Linked DNA regions of Mus musculus: region 1 is linked to region 2. A link is a contact called in public HiChIP or PLAC-seq data. All regions are on one chromosome and are shown on one strand. The core of a region is the stretch at or near the end of the contact, and the rest is flanking DNA. Distances in the headings are between cores, read along the strand shown. Region 1 has its middle 18 kb from the start of Gm34148. Region 2 has its middle 39 kb from the start of Gm38404.

What was found. HiChIP or PLAC-seq counts read pairs in DNA pulled down with a chosen protein or histone mark.
Region 1: a contact with region 2 is called in an H3K27ac HiChIP or PLAC-seq map of extraembryonic endoderm stem cells. The contact joins two enhancer-like sites. A contact is called at or near these places in 22 of 39 promoter capture datasets (the 3T3-L1 cell line, 3T3-L1-derived adipocytes, the C10 cell line and 14 more), 4 of 15 datasets of contacts at CTCF or cohesin (CD8 T cells, embryonic stem cells, large pre-B cells and 1 more), 62 of 484 Hi-C or Micro-C datasets (the 63-12 cell line, B cells, the C10 cell line and 34 more), 10 of 115 datasets of contacts at active chromatin or transcription factors (astrocytes, bone marrow-derived dendritic cells, double positive thymocytes and 6 more) and 3 of 9 other capture datasets (adipose tissue, liver and pancreatic islet).

The regions. Positions count from the first base shown.
Region 1 is chr6:127,428,466-127,432,765 of GRCm38.p6, forward strand. No RefSeq gene overlaps it. Among named protein-coding and RNA genes, the nearest start is that of Gm34148, 18 kb to the right of the region's middle. Within about 2 kb of position 1,761, at least 10 of the 459 cell types and tissues checked have an H3K27ac peak or open chromatin away from gene starts, as enhancers often do. A contact at or near this core is called in extraembryonic endoderm stem cells, where this site is marked.
Region 2 is chr6:127,266,904-127,271,617 of GRCm38.p6, forward strand. No RefSeq gene overlaps it. Among named protein-coding and RNA genes, the nearest start is that of Gm38404, 39 kb to the right of the region's middle. Within about 2 kb of position 2,333, at least 26 of the 459 cell types and tissues checked have an H3K27ac peak or open chromatin away from gene starts, as enhancers often do. A contact at or near this core is called in extraembryonic endoderm stem cells, where this site is marked.

The DNA.
Region 1 (4,300 bases), core at 511-3,010, 160 kb after region 2:
TTTTGAAGAAAGTAATCATAACTTTATTTATTAGATTTATGTAGACTCCTGTATGGAACACATTAAGGTCATAAAATTTTCATATTGAGACATTCATAAGATTGTCTTTTCTTGATAATTTATATCACACACATTTTGAGCATTGTACACTTACTTAGATATCTACAAACAAAATGGGGAGTTTTAAAAGCAAGTGAAACAAAACATGAAAGAAAACTATGCCTTCAAAAACAGAAATGAATCACAGTTAATATATATAAAACTTAATTGCATGAAAGACAAAGTTCTGCATTCGCCATCAATTGAAAAAGCAAGGTAATCTGAGTGTGGTGGCTCTCACCTGTGCTCAGGAGGCAGAGGCAGGATCACAGGCCTTAGGCCCATCCCCCACCCCTGAGTTTTTACAGCCCCACAGCAGGTTTCAGGGAATGCTTCTTCTTGACATGTGAAGGAAAGCACGGGGAATGGCTTGACTGTGGCACCATCTTTACACCCAGAACTGCTTACCACTGAGCATCTTCAGGGTGAAAAGTAAGCTTCTGCCTCACGTCTATTGCTTTTTAGCCTCCTGTCATACTCGCAACCATGCCTCGACCCACTAGTACACAGAAAGCACATTAGTTTAATGAAGAATATTTGTAAAAAATACATTGCAACCTTGCTTGTAATGCCCAACTCCCATGTGGTGTCCCTGTTGAACTCTCACTGTGGATGGTCTAGAATGAACACCTCTACCTAAGCCAAGCAAGTAGAGCTAGTCCTTTGGATGCTGTACTTGAAGTCTTAGCTAATACAATAAGACATGGGAATGAGTAATAGGTATGAGAATTTTAAAGTGAGAGGAGAACTGCCCTATTTACAGGTGACATGACATCTTATACTGGACCTCATAAATTATTAGCATCAAGTGTTCTCTAAACTTAATCTTAGACCAACAAAGAAATCAATACTTATACCTGTCTCCAGAAAAGTATAGAGTAAAAATGTCTTGATTACAAAAATGGACAAAATGTCTCTATAAGTAAGTGGTGGACAGGTTATTGAAGGAAATGAAAAATACCCGACATGTTAATTAGGATGTTCTTACATGTATGCTAACATATTCAACAGGAAATGTCTTAAAGAGTATTTTTTAGGTCTAGGTATAGAGCATTTTCCTGGCATTCATGAGATTCTGAGTTCCATCTCAATCGATGTAAGATCAGTCAATCATCAATCAATCAATCACTAATGTACTCAGTCTGATGGCCCAGTAGGTAAACATGGTAGCCACCAAGACTGATGACCTAGATTCAAATTCTGGGACTGACATGGTGAAAGGAGAGAGCTAACTGCTGTCCCCTAATCTTGAAATACATGCACATGCATACATACAAAAACATAAGTAAGTGGAACAACTGGCTTACATAGTAGGACGTCTAATCTAACTTATTTGGGTCTGGGATCAGTTACTTTAGCAACTCAGATATGCCATCAAACTGTCAGGCTGTTTCCAACGTTATTCTCTGTCACTCCAACATGGCTTTATCCCCAAGTCTGTGCTCTGGGCAGGGTGGACTTCATGTAGAGTCCTCATCACCTGGATGCTATTGTCATGCAGCCACTCAAATTTAAGCCTTTCCTATGAAACTCTCCTCGTGTCTCACTGCCCCGGTTTGAGTCTGTCATCAAGAGGCATTGAGGAGTGCCTCAGACCTGCACATTATCTATTCAGAGAGAAGAGTTTTCTGCCAGTAACAAAAGGGCAGAGTGGAGTGGTTGCTATGGGGTAGACAATCCCCAGACCCTGCAAATAAGAGATGAAGGACTCATTGTCACTGTCAACTCTCTGTAATCTATGACTCAAGTCTAATTGCAGCCAGTAGGTGGAATGTGATTTCCTCAAAGATGTTTATAGTAAAAATAACATATGAGAACAAAGGGCCAAGAATAGCTAAGACAGTTCTATAGGGGGGAAATGAGGGGCACTTGATCTATAGGAGATCAAACATCTTGAAGAGCCCTGCTGGTTCACGGTAGGGCTTTTGAGCAGAACACAACAGGCACAGAGCCATGAATATTTGAAAGTTGGCTTGTGACAGAGGTGGCATTATCTTATTCCTTAGGTCAACGTTTTGGTGATGGTTAATCCTGCTTGTCAGTTTGACACACCTGGGAAGGGGAAACCTCAGCTGAAGAATTCCCTCTACCATGTTGCCCTGCAGGCATAACTGTGGGGAATTTTCTGTGGGGAATTTTCTTGATTGCTATTTGATGTAGGAGCATTTAGCCCAACACGGGTGGTGCCATCCTTAGGCATTTTGGCCTGGGGTATAGAAAGTCTCGGAATGTAAATCTAGGAGCAACCAGGAAGCAGTGTTTCTCCATATTTACTGTTTCCAGCTCCTGCCGTAAGCCTTGGCTTCCCTTCAGAATAGGCTGAAATCTCTAAGAGGAGACAAGCCCTTCTCCTCCCCACATTGTTTTGGTTTGTGTTTTATCATTGCAACAGAAAGCTAACTGGGAGGGTTTCGCAAAGAAACACAATAGCCAAACCTTTGACTCCACTGATCAGAATGAAAATCTCGTGCACTCTTCCCAAACTTCAAAATCCTGTCTTCTCCCACGGGCCGTGAGTTCTAGGATTGCCTCAGGCCCCTGCCAGAAAGGAAATGCATTTTGGAAGCAGCTACTTCAAGCTTTCCTTTCGATGAATAATACATTGCTTCTGCTGCTTCAACCCATATTTCATTTCTTCCCAGGATTTGGAAATGGACACCAATCTCTTGTTCCCAGTTCCCATTCAACTGGGTTAAGAGTCACTGTGGGAAGGATGGAGAAGTTACAAAGAATTCAAACCAGAATGCTGGCAGGACCAGATCTGTCTTTTATACTGATTGTTGGGCCACAAGAGGATAGGATACAAAAGCAAAATAACAGATAATCCTACCCTCAAGGGCTTAAAAACCTATCTGAACGGATTCTGAATACATCCAGTAAGAAGAACAAGAAGCAGTGCTTGCTGGCTCACAAAAGAAAAGCCTGGGAACTCGGAGAGGGAGAAGGGCTTGCTTCACGGAAGCTGCTAGGGAGGAGCTGAGGGCAGGGCTTGGCCAATTTACTAGCACTTTAGAGCTCAATATTTGGTGTGTGTGTGTGTGTGTGTGTGTGTGTGTGTGTGTGTGTGTGTGTACACATGCCACAGCATGTGTGGAGATCAAAGAACAAGTTCTAGAAATCTGATTCTTCCTCCCATCGTGTCGAGGCAGGATCTCTCTTGTTCCCTCAGAGTGACGTACTCCAGGCTGGCTGGCTTCTGAGGTTCCAGGTGACTCTGTCTCCCGCCTCCCTAGAGCATCCCTAGGATTATAGACGCACACCATTGGACCCAGTATTTTATGTGGGTTTCCGGGATCAAACTCAGCTAGTCAGGATTGCACAGCAAGAGACTCTACCTGCTGAACCTTCATGCCATCCTCGAACTGGAAATCTTACCTGTAAGAGTGGGATAATGTCCATTCCTAGCTCTCAAAGCTGTTCTAAGAATTAAGTGATGAGTCTTGGATCTCTGAAGTAGAATGATTACTTATACCACCAGTAAAATGAATGGTGTTGGCTTCTTTGCCACTTGTCAGTCATACGTTCTTCATGACCCCTTTACGAGTGAGGGAAGAAGCACCCAGTCTTCTTGCTGAAAGGAACACAGGACACATTCTTCATCCACGTGGCCATTTTGTCTCCAACTGTGCACTTTCCAGAACTGCTCCACTTCTCCATTGTAAGGTTCCTCAGTCTGCTGCTGGGCTGCAGGAATTCGTTATCCGTGGGAGTGACGTCAGACTCCTGCCCACCTAACCTCTGCCCATAGTTTGACCTGTTAGAGCCACACAGAATAAACTCACTCCCTTTCCCATTTGACAGCATTGTGGGAGTTGACAGACGGTTGTCAGGGTTCCTCCATTGTATTAGATTCACAAGTGTTGGAACTGCCTCTCTTGTGACATGGTTTCTGGGACAATTCACTAACCCAGTATCCTTCCTGGTTCTTCCACTACTTCATCAGTATCCTCTTTAAGATGCCACCTCCACTATTTTTTTGATTTTTCGAGACAGGGTTTCTCTGTGTAGCCCTGGTTGTCCTGGAACTCACTCTGTAGACCAGGCTGGCCTCGAACTCAGAAATCCGCCTGCCTCTGCCTCCCAAGTTCTGGGATTAAAGATGTTTGCCACCATGCCCGGCTCCACCACCTCCACTTCTAAACAGAGAACGTGTAAATGTTCAAGAGGGAGGCATTTGATATAGTGACATGAGGGAGATGGC
Region 2 (4,714 bases), core at 1,083-3,582:
CGGTTTCTAAGGCAGAGTGATGCTGGCCGCCAGCAGAGCAGTTGCCACTATTGAGAGAGAATGATGGCTTCCAGCAGCGGTGGGTGTTATAGATTTGTGGCCAGTAGGGGGCGTGCTAGTTACCGTTCTGCTGCTATGACAAAATACCCCGACAAAAGCAATTTAAGGAAGGAAGGAAAGACTTTGGCTCACAGTTGCAGGGTGCAATCCATCAGGGCAGGGGAGTCGGAAGCTTGAGGCAACTGATCACATTGTACCGGCAGAGTCAGAGAGCAGGAAGCCAGATGAACGTTGTGTTTGGCTTGATATCTCCTTTTTATTCAGCCCAGGACCCAGGCCAGGGGACGGTGACACCCATATTCAGGGTGAGTCTTCCCACCTCAATCTAATGAAGAGAGTGGCTCACAGAGCATGAGGCTAGCCCAATCTAGGAAATCCCTCCCAGGTGTGCCTAGAGGCTTGCCTCCTCGGGGAATACAGAGTCTGTCAGGATGACAGTCCTCACAGGATGAAGACAGTGACAGGTAGGGCAGACATGACCCCTGACTTGGAAACAAAGGAAGAAGAAGAGACTGGTAGGGAGAGGTTTTTTTCTCCTTTCCCTGCCTTCTCTTCTGTAGCCCCTTGTAGTGGAAAATGAAAAGGCCACCAGGTTCTTGTCCCCTCCTGAATGCTTAGTTTGTTACACAGACTCCCTGGGCTTCACATCAGATGAGTTGTAGACATTCCAGGAGGCAGGGGCATGGCTGAAAAGACCTCTAGAATTCTTCCCTACTTTCAGACCAGGAGTCTTCCCAAAGGCTGGGGCAGAGAACTGGGGCAGAGAGCTGGGGCACTGCCTTCCTGTGAATGGACTTGGAAGTATCAGGGTCTTTGCTTGGCCATGTGATTCATAGCAAAGGAACGGTGATCACGACACTGTCCTTCTAGGAATGTATTGATGCTGGAGCCATCCTTGTCCACGGGCCCATCTTCAGTACAAAGATGCTAGGAACAGAAACCACTGCTGGGGGGCGGGGTCGGGGGCGGGGTCAGGAGAGGTTGATGGACCTGTCCCCTCCTTTTCCTTCTCCCCTCTCCTCTCCTTTCTTCATTCCTCCTCCTCCTCTCTATCTCTCCCCCTCCTTTTCTCCTACCCTACCTCCCTTCCTCCTTTCCTTCCTTTTCAGGGTCTCCCTTTGTAGAGTCTTGGACTCATGAGCCTTCTACCTCAGCCTCCTGAGTTCCAGAGCTGTCATTGTGAGCCATCATGCCAGCTGGGATTCTCTTTTGAACTGAGTCATATTCAGCTTGCCTCATCCCCCGGGCCCAATGATGACTGGAATCCATTCACTTCCCTCTTTTCCAGCCTCATTCCATACTCTGTTCTCTCCACCTCTCAGAGTGAGAGAGGGAAGAAGTGCTCTGTGACAGACAGACAGACAGACAGACAGACAGACAGACAGACAGAGGAGGAACAGGACCGTTGTGATGCAAATGCTATTGGTTTATGGTGTTCTAGAAGGGTACCCCTCCCCTCTGCTTCAGGTTACGGGTTCTGGTGCCTTAGTCTGTCTCATTTCACCAACTTCCATCACCACCCCACCAGCCCATAGTTTGCACAGGAGACATTACAGCTCCCTTTGAGGAGCCAACCCCTTGGAGACCACACAGTTATTCCAAGTTCCTGCGGGTGCAATCGGTAGAACTGGGAATTCAGCTTTATTAAGTCCATTTGGGTAAAGCCCTCCCTATGGATAAAGGCACTCTTCTGTTCTTGTCTATTGATGCTAGACACTAGGACCTCATTCGCAAAAGAATTGGCTAGGAAGGTCTAGGATGGCAGAACTCCCAGCATGCCTTTTGAGAGCCTGGAGGGCACAGCAGTAGAAGGGACCCTAGGAATGCTCTGAGCCTACCCATCCTGCAGAAGTGCCTCCCCATGTTTGTGCTCCTTCACTCGCAGCTAGAGGATTCTCCTAGCTGCAAGATGGCAGCTATGGCTGTGTGGAGCTGCTTTCCAGAGTTTCTCTTGCTGATCCTGTCTGTTTTATCCTTGGTTCTCTCTCTGTTTGAGTTCCTGGGGCACCTCACAGACAGTATCAAATTTAAATGTCCCAAGAAAGACTTAGACAGGCTAGTGGCTACCTGCCATCAGTTGTTCTCACCTTGTTTTCAGGCTGTGGTTGCCATGTTGCAGGGACCAACACTGTGGCCCATGGTTGGGGCAAAGTCCCCATTCTGTTTACTTGGTTCTACCATTTCTTGTTTAAAGACTCAGGGACCTGAAGCTCTGAGTCGGGAGCCAGCTTGCCCGAGGCCACACCTAGGAGAGATGAATGCAGCTCTCAATGCAAGCTGCAAAGTCCAAGAATTTACCACACCCTGGTGCCTCTCTGCAAAGACGCGCCTGTGTTTGAGTGTAGCTTTTCTTTGTGTGTTAAAAGTAGCCAGTCACATTTTAAATCACAATAAAGTTAGAATTCCTGCCAGGCAGTCCTAACAGTAGCTATTCTTCACAACTCAAAATGTGGTCATTCCAAATGAGTGAAAATATGTCCTCCTAAGGCATTAAGAGCTGTGCAGAGACTGAGCTGTGAGCATGAGGGCTAGTGAGCCAAGACACTTGATAACCCTGAAGCTCCCAGGATAATTCCTGAAGTTCCCCTTTCCCTCCCCTGAGTACCTGGATCCTCTATAACAGCATATGTGCTCCGTGCCACTGACTGTTCTCTCAAGACCCGGGAACACTGAGTCTCCAATTAGCAGAATGGCAGAAAGGACAGGACCTCCTACTCAAAAGAATCTCTTACTGTGTGCTCATCAGGAAGTAGAAAAGGCCATTACCACACGCTTACTTGCCACTAGAAACCCTCTGTGCCCCTGGATGAGCCTGTATGACCTAGCCACACTGTCTCCTGTGGACATGCAGGAACACTGGATGCCTGGTAGACTTGCTTGCTGAGGGGAAGCTGATCCAGGTTGCACCCGTCCCTCAGTGTGAGCGCTCCGGCTACTGTAAAGACTAGCTGTCTGCTACCCTGAGGTCTTGAGCCTTGGGGGAGTTAAGAAACAGGGGTGGGTGAGGAGGAACGGGGTGGAAAGAGTCTTGGAGGAGGACACTGTGGAAAGAGACTGAGAAGCAGAATGGTTACAGCTGACTCCAGCTCCTTTCCTCCCTGTCTATGCGGTGATGGCTCCAGTATTACCCTGCCTCTTTGTATATCTAGATCAGAAGAACACTCTCCTCACTAGTGTGAGGGTGACAAGATAAAGGTGACAAATGTTACTAACTCTGAGAGCAAGGAGACAGAGCACAGGTTCTAGTGGGCCAAATGGAGGGCCTGGTGCAGATGCTGGCTTCTTCCCTAGTTTGCTGGAGTTGTGGACAGTGTGGAGGTGCGCACTGCGGGCTCTCACCCAGCACGGCTGGCATCGATTAGGGTACACAGGGAGCCCAGGCACACCCTGTATCTGCAGAATTGATGGATGAAAAGGCCAAGTAAGAGCACAGCTCATACACAGCTGATGGGGCAACTCCAAACCTGCTTCTCTCTCCTCCCCATCTCTTTCCCACTAAGGGGGCTTAATCTGGTCAGCAGCAAGGTGGGGGGGGGCGGCTAGAGAACCTTCTGCAAAGAGGGTGATTTCTTGACCTGCGTCCATATCATGTGCTCATCTTGCAGGTCTTGCCCTCCATTCCACACAGCTCTCGAGAGAGCCTAGAAGACACAGAGCACCTCCCCCCTCCAGCTCTATTGACAGTTTATAGTAGTTCCCTTGCTTGCAGGCTAAGGCTCTGCTTCATCTTCCAGCCTCATTAGGGTGGGGCCCCTTTCTCCACTTGCCTATGTCAGTCCCACTAGGTTACACACACACACACACACTTGGGGCTTTGATGCAGGCTGCTGTGCTGGTTCCACTAGGTTACACTCACACACGCACGCGCGCGCACACACACACATACTTGGGGCTTTGATGCAGGCTGCTGTGCTGGTCTCTCTGTCCTCAGAACTTTGAATTCAGTGTCTCAGCTGAAAGGTCCCTCCCTTCTCTTTAGTCTGAGAAAGCCCCTGGCTCTCAGAACTCAGTTCAAGCCCTCAGGTTGGTTTCTCAAAACATTCTTTCACTTCTGTAAGGCAACACCTGTCACGAACATGCATGCCTCTTTCTGTTAACCTGTTTTCAAAATCGGTGTGTTCATTGCCGCTCCCCCCACCCCCTTCGTCTCTCCCCATTGGTTGTTCCTCTTAGATCCTGAGATGCTTCCTGGTTGCTTTGCAGTTGCCCAGGGCTGATGGGCTTTGTGATGGATGGTAGGAATCCCATGAGCCTCTCTGCTGTATTCCTCTGGAAGCCCAGAGCCTGCCTGATGCCCTGTGCCGGGGTATGCCCTGACTCCCCAGGGCAGCTGGTTAGACTAAGAAAACATCCTGATCAGAGTCTAGAGGCCCAGCTTCACTCTAGATGTGTTGCCAGACTCCTCTGAGCTGCAGTGACTGTACCCAAGTCATAAGAATGCTATCAGTTTTCATCATGTGGTAGCACACAACTCTGGGCCCCAGGCATTAAGAGTCACCATGATGATATTACTGTAGTCACTGGGCTTCTGAGAGCTCTGATAGGAAGTGACATTCTCTAAGGTTTATTTATTTTATGTGTAGGAGTGTTTGCCTGCGTGTATGTCTGTGTATTGTATGCATGCAGTGCCCACAGAGCCCAGAAGAGGGCATCA